3 separate regions of the Hordeum vulgare genome follow, and regions 1 and 3 are each linked to region 2. Evidence: chromatin contacts called from public Hi-C data. All regions are on one chromosome and are shown on one strand. The core of a region is the stretch at or near the end of the contact, and the rest is flanking DNA. Distances in the headings are between cores, read along the strand shown.

The links. Hi-C and Micro-C count contacts between places; a contact is called where the count stands out from the background.
Region 1: a contact with region 2 is called in a Hi-C map of leaf, with 2.4 times the contacts expected there. The contact joins the promoter of LOC123451209 here to the promoter of LOC123451190 in region 2. A contact is called at or near these places in 3 of 6 Hi-C or Micro-C datasets (leaf and seedling) and 1 of 1 datasets of contacts at active chromatin or transcription factors (embryo).
Region 3: a Hi-C map of leaf shows a contact between it and region 2, with 2.0 times the contacts expected there. The contact joins the enhancer-like site here to the promoter of LOC123451190 in region 2. A contact is called at or near these places in 2 of 6 Hi-C or Micro-C datasets (both in leaf) and 1 of 1 datasets of contacts at active chromatin or transcription factors (embryo).

Annotation. Positions count from the first base shown.
Region 1 is chr1H:505,779,645-505,783,520 of MorexV3_pseudomolecules_assembly, forward strand. LOC123451209 (ketol-acid reductoisomerase, chloroplastic) reads right to left here and starts at 2,195. Exons shown (of 10, transcript XM_045128222.1): 1 at 1,637-2,195; 2 at 1,442-1,534; 3 at 1,144-1,209; 4 at 684-824; 5 at 211-438; 6 at 1-109. The coding sequence starts at 2,161.
Region 2 is chr1H:505,558,199-505,562,085 of MorexV3_pseudomolecules_assembly, forward strand. It overlaps LOC123451190 (CTP synthase-like), which reads right to left and starts at 2,223. Exons shown (of 20, transcript XM_045128201.1): 1 at 1,903-2,223; 2 at 703-782; 3 at 215-301. The coding sequence starts at 2,020.
Region 3 is chr1H:505,690,254-505,694,160 of MorexV3_pseudomolecules_assembly, forward strand. No RefSeq gene overlaps it. Among protein-coding and RNA genes, the nearest start is that of LOC123451200, 68 kb to the right of the region's middle. Within about 2 kb of position 1,953, at least 3 of the 3 cell types and tissues checked have open chromatin away from gene starts, as enhancers often do. A contact at or near this core is called in leaf, where this site is marked.

The DNA.
Region 1 (3,876 bases), core at 945-3,444, 220 kb after region 2:
CAAAGATATCACTCTTGTACTCCTGTTCTAGAGTAGTAGCAAAGGTGAACGGGGATCCTAGTGCAACCGACCATCCAAGAGCAACATCAGTTGCCCTTCCATCAACATCCTATACACCAAAAAGAGCAAACACACAAAGGTGCTCAGTCCATAGCTGCATCTCTTCACACCAAATTGATACTAGAAAAGAAGTCTGGCAAAATACCATACCTGGTGAACAGCAAAGCTAGCGTTGATGCCAGCACCGTTTACTTCCTTGCCCTGAACATACAGTCTCCGAACCGACGGGCCCATTCCCTTGGGACATACAGCAACCACGCTGATGTTCTTTGGGAAATCAAGGCCATGTGATTGCAAATGACCAAGGAGAAACCCATGAGATAAACCAAGAATGCTGTTTGGTTTCATGTGAGAGAAGATCTTCTCATAGTTGTCTGCCTGCAGAAAGTAAATGAGAACTTTAATTACAAGGATAGAATAAAGTGATGGTGGGAATCGTCAAATGTATCATGCAGGGAATGATAGATAGTATGCTCCAGATCGAACATGCAGGTTAAATATAATAATTAATTAAAACAACAGGATGCAAAGTAACATCATCCTGAAACTAAGCCAAATCTAAACAAACACTTAACAAAGGAAAGCTGAAAATCACGCAGAAAGCTGGTGAGCATGATGCGCACCTGTGCAGAATCTGAGATCAACAGCAGCACAAGGTCGCTGCCTGAAACTGTCTCCCATATGTCCCCCAATGTTCCGTCCTCCTCAGTGAATCCAGCACCACGTGCTTCCTCAAAAGACTTGGAACCTTTCCTGAGACCAATCTGAAACCAAAAAGACAGCCTATTTGAACAACTGACATTTATACTGCCAAAGTACATACTACCAAATGGCGCAGAATATAAGCTGTCACATAATTTGCATATTCCAATTTGTATAGCACCAAATTTTCACTTTAAGCAAGAACAAGTGATAAAACAGTGCCCGGTGCAAGTTATTATAAAGCTGAAGAAAACAATAAACATTAGCTGTGGGTGTTCGCTCAGGGCTGCAAGCCAAAGCTTCAGAACTTTTTCACTTAACAGACAGTGAAAACTCAATCCCATGTCTGAAGCTGGATACTACTACATGAGGATAGCTAACCTTGACGACGATGTCAGACTTGGCTTCCACCAAGGAATCCCTCAGGTTCTGGGCCTGCGCCGGACCCTGCAAAAGCACCATGAGAAATCTCTATTAGAGCCAGCGCACGGACCTGCAGACTCCTCTGAACCCAAACAGCAGCAGAGCAGAACAAATCTGTGTGAAATCGGTCGGTCCGTTTGACCGCATCGAGTGATGTGCTCATCCAAGCACAGTCTCAAGTAGCAGTGGAGTAGACAGTCATGGTAAATCGAGAGAGAGAGAGGAGGGGGGGCAAAGGGGAAGGTGGAGAGTGGACCTGTGAGCCCCATCCGATGACCCCGATCTGCTTGACGCCCTTGAAGGCCTCCGGGAGCAGCGGGAAGAGGTTCCGCCCGCCCCTGACGATGTACTGCGGGCAGCACAGGAAACGGATAAATCGTGAGAAATTAGAGCGGAAAGCAGCCGCAGGGGAGACGGGAGACATGAAAAGCAGTGGGGGGGTGCGGGGTACCTCCTCGTGGCCGGCGAGGGAGACCTTCTCCTTGTTGAAGACGGCGGTGTCGAAGTCGAGCGAGGGCATGGCGGCGCCGACCTTGGCCGGGGCCGCGACCATGGCGGCGACCGCCCGGCGGCGTGTGAGGGCGCATGCGGGGTGCGAGGCGGCCGGGGAGAAGGCGACGGAGGATGAGATGGACGAGGAGCCTCCGGCGGCGGCTAGGGTTTTGGGGTGGGGGAAGGGGGCGAGGGTGGAGGAGGTGGGCGCCGCCATCGTGGGTGCCGCGTCTCTCTGCGGAGCCAAGGGCTGCCCTCTGCTGTGCTGCTGCGGCCGGGGAGGTTGGTGAGGTGCGGTGCGGGTGACCTGGCTGGATGGATGGGTGGATTTATACGGCCCGCCTGGCGCCTGGCCGTCCGATGCTCCCGACGGCCGCGATGCGCTCACAAGCGCGGCTCCTCTGTCGTGTAGTCTGGAGTCACGTGCACGGGCAGTAAATATGTTTCGATTTCTGGTGGTTTGCGCCTCGCACGTTGCTGGCATGGAGATGCGCGCGCGCGCGCTGCAGTCAAGCGGCTCGACGCGCTCCTCCTCTTTGGCCTCGGCTCGGAGGCTGGCCGCCGGTGAGGGGGGTTGCTGCCAACAGTGGGCAACCGGATCTGGACGGTACAGCAGCAGCACCGGCAGTGGGTGTCAGCGTCGGACAGTCGCCGTCCGGCGGCATCTCGGCACGTATCCTCCTGTTGGACACACGGATCCGCTCTGAAAGCCACACCGGAAAGGGCCGGCCCATCAACTTTTTTCCGAGGAAGTGCCGGCCCATCAACTTTTTCCCAAGGAAGTGCCGGCCCCTTGTGGACCAAACACTCCTCCTACTCGCTTTTGATTTCAAATAAATAAATGAATGACATGAACACGTCCATATTGGTTTCCACTAGTTAGGGTTTCTCATCTCGAGACTCGAGAGTGCCTCCGTACAATTCTCCCGATCTGGGACTCAAGGGAAACGATAGTTGATGAATATTCGAAAAATTGCTTGCATGCATTTTTTCTTAAACCTCGAGGCAACTGAAGATGAGGATGGAGTTGATCCTTTCGAAAAAGATCGTAGAGCTATATTGTAATTTACTTTACTGTTTTGTAATCTTTCCTTAAATCTAGTAAATGCGTGCGTGTACACACACGTTAATATTAGGCGGAATATTAATTGCAACTGGATATTTCATATGATCTCAATTTCTAAGGAGCAAGTCTGCGGTCATGATGATAGGTTTGGTAGCCGGTGTGTATCGGTTTATTTTCGTCACTCTTTTCATCTTTGTCGGATTTTTTTCCTACTCTCCTTCCACCAACATCTATGAGTAGAATGCCCGTACTTGTTACAGGCTTTTCAAAAAATCTATGGTTACATATATAAACATAAGGACTATGATAACGTCCAGTCGACCGGACGTTAGCGACAAATTCGGACGATCGTAACCCATCTCCCTCTCGCGACCCGCACGCTCGATTCCATCGATTTTTTTTCTTCTCTCGAAAACCATATACATCAATATTAAATCTTTTACTTTGAGCCCAATAATCAACTAAGGCACCTTTAGTTGTTGTCTATTGTAGATAAACAATGTTATTTGAACCTTTCTTGTTTCTGCCATATGAGAAAAAATAATAAAGATTGGCTTGATAACTTTGGTATGGCGAGCGTGATAAATATAGTATGAGCAACATGATAATTACACCATGATAAGGGTGGTAACTACAGTACGAGAAGGTTAAAGCATGGGACAGTTATCATGTATACTGTGTGTATAGCACCTTGCAATTAACAAAAAAAATATCAGGGGTATGTTTTCAAACAACCCATCCCGAATCATAGTTACCATGTTGTTTGTGGATGAGTTATCAGTTTGGTTTGTGCGCATGTTAACATGCTTTTTACACACAATTCACCATGTATTTTTTCAACACCCCCACCACAAATCAAAAATAGTTATCATGTCTCGGCTAAGTAAGTTATCAATGCCGGTGTGTGTAAATTACCATAATAGAGACATGAGTTACCAGAAAAGGGTGGTTCAACACTTTTTTCCCTCGTCAAAAAATTACCACATCTAAGTAAATTATCAGCTCTATTGTGCATATATTGTGCGTGGAGCACCTTGTTATTAACACAAAAGTTATCGAGGGTATGTTTTCAAACAACCCATTCCGGATCAAAGTTATCATGTTGTTTATGGGTCAGTTATTAGTTTGGTTGT
Region 2 (3,887 bases), core at 973-3,472:
ACCACATAACTCTGGTAAAGTGACACAAGAAATTATTTGTGGGTCCCATGGAAAATCCTGGTAATCAATCAAGTACCCAAACAAGAAAAAATATCACCAGTCTGCAAATGTCAAAGGTGAAGTATAAACCACAAATTTTCACTGGATAGCCTTCAAGTCCAATGTGCATTCAGACAAAGACAAAGACAAAGACTGATCATATATCCCGGATCACCTGGTAGATCTTCCCAGTGGTTATGTTGTTGTCGCGGGTCAACTTGATGTCCAAAAACCGCTCGTAATTTCCAAGATCCAAGTCCACCTTTGACCCAAAAAAATGACAGAGGGATATCAAAACGCGGTCCCTTGAGCCGACGAAAGAACGAAAAAGATATGCAATTATGCCATGCTTAGCTGAGTTTTAACTTTTAAGAATACCAAGACATGGAAGAAGATAAGAAAAGTGTGCCCCTTTTGACAAGTGGACAAGTGCCAAAATTTGGGGCGCTGACGTGGCATTATCTTGTACTAGGTGTAGAGGTGGCATTTTGTTATCCATGGTTGGTTGGTGCACTTTCTGAAATTCCTTGATAACCCAAATACACTTGAGTATTTCAGAGTGAGCCCCCAAATAAGCTTGTGAGAAGTGGTTTAGTACAGTTTATTAGAGTGGTTTAGCACTGAGAGGTTGATGGTGAAGCAGCAGCTAGTGGTAATGGGTACCTCGCCGCCGTCTTCGAGGACGAAGACCTCGCCGTGCTCGAAGGGGGACATGGTTCCGGCATCGGTGTTGAGGTACGGATCTGCACATCACATGGGCATGGCAGTGAGAAAATAAACAAGATGGCCGTTGGTGAGTGCAGATTATTATCATCTCGTTATTATACTAATCTAGAGGAAGGATTTGTTAAAGAACTAGTGCTACTGCTAGACCCAAGATGCACAGTACATGACAGATAGGACAAGGGAAAATACAGTTTTTTAGTGGTACTAACACTAACAAAGATTAAACAAGTAGACCCAAGAAAGGTTCATGGCACTTGGCCCGGGTCAAGAGACAGAAAGTTTGAGCTAGCCTTTCAAAACAAGAGAAAAGTTTGGGTTGAGACAAAAAATCTGCCTGAGCGAGCAGAGCACGAGGTGCCAAATTTGACCCGGATTACCGGCCCATCCCCATGTCATGTTATATACTATATAAAATACACCTGACAAGTGAGAGGAGTTCATGTGTCTCAAGGAACCCGGACAGTGACACTGGCCGACATACAACTGCAAAGTATCAGAGATTCTCCAAAGCCAACGCACCCAAAACGAAAACTTAACCTCAAGACAGTTGCTGTTTGTTTAGTGGAGTAGCATAACAAATGAAACAGAGGAAAAAATTCGAAATAAATACTACTATCAAGAACGCCGTACTATATATGAAACCTATCTATCTTGTGAATGAAACACATAAAGCATCAAGATTCAAGGCTGTTGTTTGTAAAAAATGAACCTGCAGGGTGCATGCATTTTGCTCTGTTTTTTGGGGACGGGAGTTGGTTGATTCTGCGATCTGGGAAGAAGGAAACCGTACGTACCGGTAATTAACCTAACTAGCTAGCTAGCTAGAAGTAGTTAGTTAAGAAACTAGGAGTAGATGCTATGGTACCGGTGGTTTTGAAACTTGGAGATTGGAGTGGACCAAGAACAGAGAAAAAACAAAGAGGAGGACACGTTGGTGCGCTGCGAGATCACGTGGTCGCCATTACCGAGGAGCAGAGCCGAGCAGACGGCCGTTGTTTTCTTTTCTTTTCTTTTTACCTCCGTCTCTCTCTCTCTCTCTCTCTTCCGGTTTTGAGTTTTTGACCGGCGAAGGAAAGGAAAGGAAAGAAATGGGGAACCGGCGGCGGGAGAAGCGGGCGGAGAGGAGGAGGCGGTTACCGATCTTGATGGAGGTGACGCGGAGGCCGCAGGCCTTGAGGAGCACGCCGATGCTGCTGGCCGTCACGCCCTTGCCCAGCCCGCTCACCACGCCGCCGGTCACCAGCACATACTTCATCTCCACGCGCCGGTCACTCCCCGCACTGGCACCCAGCTCCTGCTGCCGCCGCCTTCTTCGGGAGGGGGGGTCGAGGAATGGGAGAGGAAGTGGGCGAGGTTTTTGGTTGGGAGATGGAATGAGAGGGGAGGGAGGAGGAGGGCTCTGTTAAATAGAAGCCGGGAGAGGTAGGCGGGGACAAACCACCGATTCCCTCTCTCCCTATCTCTCCCTCTCTATCTCCCTACCGTAACTGAAAGTATGGCGCCTCAAAAAAAAAAAAAAAAAAAAAAAAGCGCAAGGCCCTTTCAACCCTCCCTACGGTTCCTGTCAAAATCCAACGGATGGCACATAATTTATCCAGGGAAAATCTAAGGGCCCCCGGAGGACCACATCTGATCCGTGTGTTTTTTTATTTTCAAATTTTATTAGGTTTGTGCCTTTTTTTTTTCTTTCCCTCACCCGCCGCGCCACTGGCCTCGGGTCGCGATTAATCAATGGCTTGATTGTTTCGATACTATGTTTGATCGGTTCGAGTGCGCGGGAATTTTAGTTCAATTTTTTGGTCGGTCGGACGCGCAAAAGCCGCGGCTGGATCGAGCTTCCCCTCTTCTTTGTTGTTTTGCTGAAGGGTGTCACATAAGTTGTTTGTAGTTCTTGTGGGTGCGTAGGGATTGATCTAAAATATTAGGGAGTCCGTGTTCACGTGTTTATGTATGATATGTGAACTGTATGAACAAATTTTAATCCCCTTTTCCGATGTGCAGCATATAGAAGAGATGATTGATCCCCAAGCTTTCACCGTTACAAGAGCCTACATTTCTTTGGAAAAAGGGTCACAAGAGCTGACATGTGACTGCGCACAACAACGTCGTCCATTCATTGAGTGTGGCTTGGGCTTTGTACAATTGAAGTGGTGGTTTTTTGTATGATACGAATAAAATTAACTTTTTTTGTGTCAATGAGAATCTTGCTGCCTCGAGACCAATGGTTGATAGCAGTCCCAAAAAGACTCAAGTGGGAAGTTTTCATTTGCAACTCTGGGAAAGACACTTAGCCACATTCACAAAGAATTTATTCTGAATGTACACTCATTTCCATATGTCGGGCATTAACAAGTAAATTTCTATATTCCTCCCCTCTTACAGTCATGGGCTGGTTTGCTTGAGAATACAAGGGGAATCATACTTCCATCTAAAGTGTATGCAAAAGCTGGATTATATTCCCTAGCTGTTCCACTCACCTAAGTGTCATGACTTCTCCAATTGTCTCTTGCAACATGCACCGTTAAGGAGAGAAGTGATGAATGCCAAGTTTTCGCCATCATGGGATCCTACACAGGAGCAACGTCACCGTTCGTTTCCGCTCGCAACATTGCCACCGTTCATTCACCACGAGTGTGGCTCAGGCTTTGATTGAAAAGATGGTTTAAGTGTAGCAAGAATAAACCTAACTATCAAAGGTCAAATTAAGGCAATAAAGATCAACACACACCCCAAAGACAACTTTGTTGTGTCAAACGAGAATCTAACTATCGTGACCACTTGTTTACACTAGTCTCATAAAGACCCAAATAGGAAGTTTTTCATTCGTGACTTTGGGGTAGAGGTCTAGACACCTATCACCAGGAATTTATTCCGTCCGGCATTGACGCGTCTTACCGCACATTTGTTGCAATTCTCGTTTCCATTTGCCCGGCAAGAAAACATAAATATTCCTCCCCTCTTACTATCAAAACCTGATTTCACTTAAGAATACTACGGGAATCATACTTCCATCAAAAGTGCCTGCAAAATTTCCTAGTTGTTCGACTTGCATGTGTGTGGTGAAGCATCATGACATCTCCAACCATCGTTTCCAACATGCACTGCGAAGGATAGAAGCGATG
Region 3 (3,907 bases), core at 703-3,202, 130 kb after region 2:
ATCTCCGATCACGCTAATGACTGCTCCAAGGAATAGGACGGTGGCCTCCTTAAACATCTTGTCCTGTTCAGGAGTGATAGTTTCCGTAGGAGTGACACCGGCTACCCAGAACACGTTCATAGCCGTGAGCCATAAGGTGGTTCTCGTTTGCCAACGCTTGAAAAAAGTACCGGTAAACTTATCCGGTTTCAGTGCAACAGCAAAACCATTACTCGAAAAATTCCTACACACATTAGGTTTTTGGATTGTTGAGTAAATAGATAATTTTCCGAGTAGATTAATCCATGAAATAATTACTAACATGGCATTGACTAGATTCATGACATACTGATCACGGAGTATATTAGCAAGTACTACGCATATAGCAGAAACATCTACGCATATAGGCAGTACTACTAGTGCACACAGAAACAGGAGAGAGATAAACATATCATACCCTCCGATCGACCAATTGGTCGTAGCAGCAGCGGTGGCAGCGGCATCATCCTCTGCTGCCTTCTTCTCGGCTTCGGCCTTCTCGCGGACGAGACGGTCAGCTTCGCTTGGTGAAGACATGCTGATGACGAGGGCGACGCGGACGTAGATGAAGCAGACGGACGGAGGCGAGTAGTCGCGTGATCGCTCCCCAAAAACCTAATCGCCCCTCTCTCGTACAGGAACCAGAGAGACGGGGTTTCGGAGGCCTGCTCTCCCGTCGACCGTGTACGCGGTAAACGGGACGGAGTCGCCGGCGACATCAGCAGCAAAAGGAACGAACGCGTGAGGCAGATGCGATCTGATTCTCGTGACGGCTAGGGTAGGCGATAGCCTGCTTATAAAGGCGGCTCGGTGGAGAGACGTGGGCCGAACCCACGTCCGAGTCGGTAACAGCCCACGATCCGACGTCTCGGATCGTGCCGTGTCCGTTACGTATTCTTCGTTCCTGACCGACAAAAATAAGCGCGTAGGTATGAGCTCGGCTCGGCTAATTCCCGCAACCCGCGGCGCGACGAGGCGTGGCGTGGCGAGGAGGAGTGCGCGAGGGCACTTTCTCTTCTCACTCTCCAATAGCATGTGGAAGAGAGACCCTTATAAAGGGGTCCAACTTATTCTCCACTAGCGGGGTGGGACTAAACTTCCCACCACCTTGTCATGCCACCACCTACATGGGTCCTTGGAGATTTTTCTAAAATTCCCTAATGGGCCTAAAGCCCACTACCAATTTCAACAGTTTATGTGGGTCAGAATGAGCCAGCATAGGCTGGTCCGATGTGGCAGCCGTGTCTGAGCATCGTTATATCCGACCTACATTGGGTTCCGTTTTAGGCATGGAGGACAGTCCAAATATTTGAGCTAGGATTTAAAGGGTCCATTAGATCCGAAAAAGCAGAGCGGCACCCGGGCTCCAGTGAGCCCGGTATATTTTTTTTACGAAAATACCATTTTCACATACTAAAAAAATGTGAAAAAAGCATATACATGGATACGTATTTGTAATATACGTGTATAAATTTTCACTAATGTTTATGTTTTTATGTAGCGTATAAAAAAAGACAAATACACAGATTAAAATGGGCCTTATTTTTGTTGTATTTGGGCCAGATTGTTATCTTTTTTGTGTAGAATGCAAAAAAGCCAAATTACTTGATGAAACTTTTTACATACTAAACTACCATGTATATATATTTATATAAAAAAATTGATATTTTTCGAAGCTTTTAAATATATATTACTTTTTTTTTTTGAAATATCAGGCTCACTAGAGCCCGGCCTCTGCAACGCCGCACTCCCGTTAGATGCAGTCTTTTGATCCAGATAGATTGTGACATGTCCGTTGGAAGAAATGAGAAAAAGCAGGGGCCGGTTGTAGATGCTCTAACAACTAAGAGCCACCGCGCGTGCATACAGTCCAACCGCCCAAATCAGTCATATAAGTGTGCTAGGTAGCTTTCCGGTCATCGCTCAGTTGCACCCTCAAACGTGTGCGCCCCCGGTTGGTCCACCTGTCCGCCGAGTCACGGTCCACACATCCCTATAGTATCCCGTCGGGGCCGGCCGGCTGGTTAGTGATCACAACATCTCGACAACCACCGGATCGTTCATCGGAGGTTCCCAGCGCGTTTCTTAATCCCGAGCCCGATCCGTCGGGATCGCGTCGGCGCATGTCGTGACCCCGATGGCCCCGCACACATGCACACACGTACGTCTCGGACGCTGTGGCCGGCGGTGCATCCATTCCCATTCCCTGGTGACGTCCCCCGGCCATGACCGAGATATATAGGTCGTCGTCGTCCGGCCCCGCCGTGCGTCAGTCAGCGTGGTCGGTAGCTAGCTGCGCATGCAGGGTCGATCGATATCGTGCTCGGGGAGTGTGGGTCAGTGGGTCGACCAGTGTTTGGAGACGCGCTAATGATGCGGTTTTTATATCGTTCTTCCGTAAAGTGATCGAGGATGATGCGGATATATTAGTGCCGGCGAGATCCCTTTCTAAACCAGCACGCGCACGCGACGCGGTGGATAAGTGAGTGGGGAGACAAGTGAAGTCATGCATGGCCTCTTGTATAATACATAATGCTGTTGTTCTAGTACTAACTAATTTGCTACCATTCTTTAATTTCACTACGTACTTGTAGGTCTCAATTATGATGTGCATCGCGAACCAAACGTGGCACGATGCTCGCGTATTTCTGTTTTTATTTCGGTCTGTTTATCTATGTACTTTCATTGGTAGGAGATATTATCATCGACTACAAAAACGTGTGTGATCACTAGCTAGCTACGATCTTAGGTTTCAATTATGTTTGTTTCCTGCGGGACAGGTTTCAATTATGATGGGCATCGTGCCACGTAGAAAATCTCTGTTTATAATAAAATAAATAAGAAAACTTTGTTATTGCATGTCCGTGCTCGATCGCGGCAAAAGTCATCATCTACCCACCGATCATCTAGGTAAGTGAGTAAATTGTCATGTCAGTATGTCACTCTAATGCCTCGTCACCCACCTAAGTGCATGCAGCCGGCTCAGTTAAACCCTAGGCACGCACGCACGCACGCACGACTTTTACCCGGACAATCGATCGATCCTTGCTACCGGCGGTGAGTACCGGCTCAACCAAACTCTAACTATGATCGGCACTACGTACGTACGTACTACAAGTCGGTGGTGGATGCAACGTAGCGAGCACTGTACACGTGAGATAATTGATTGATTAGTGCAACTGACGTCCCGTCATTTTAGGTGTGACGTCGACGACCGACTCCTCTGCTAACCGTCTACACACACGTGTCGGGCGGTCGACGCGGGGCATCTACGCTACGTATAGTACGAACCGCTCCACGCCCACCAGAAACACCTAACTTTTCCATAACCGGCCGGCAGTTAGGGACCCAGAAACCATGGACAATGGCCGTGACCACGACGTGCCGAGACGGATAGCCCGATGCCTCGATTGATCGCGCCCCTCACGTACTGCTACGTGTCGATCCGGTGGGAGTTCGTGCGTAAGTGTCGCCGTACGTGGCGAACGTCCGTGGAGGCTGGAGCTGAGCGCCGGCCATTGGACCGGCCTGACACTTGGCGGCGCAGCGTTGGGCGGGCCGGACCTCGGTGGGACACGCGGCGCCGTCGCCGTGGGTGGGGTTTCGCCGTTGGCCGTAGCTCTTGGCTGGGTTGGCCGGCTAACGTGCGCACGTACGTGCCGCCGCGCGCGCGCATGGTTTGAACTTGGCAAGCGTCGCCGGCCGGCATCGTCCACTTTTCGGCGACCGCACGCCATGGCGTTTAGTACTTGGCAGGTGTATTTGGTTGGTGATCGACGCGGCGGTAGGGTGATGGCGCCTGGGGCGGCCACAGAGTGCCGGTGATGGCTTGCTCTGGTGCACGGGCAGACGGCAGCGGTAGCGGCGGGTGCAAGCAGGAGCCCACGGA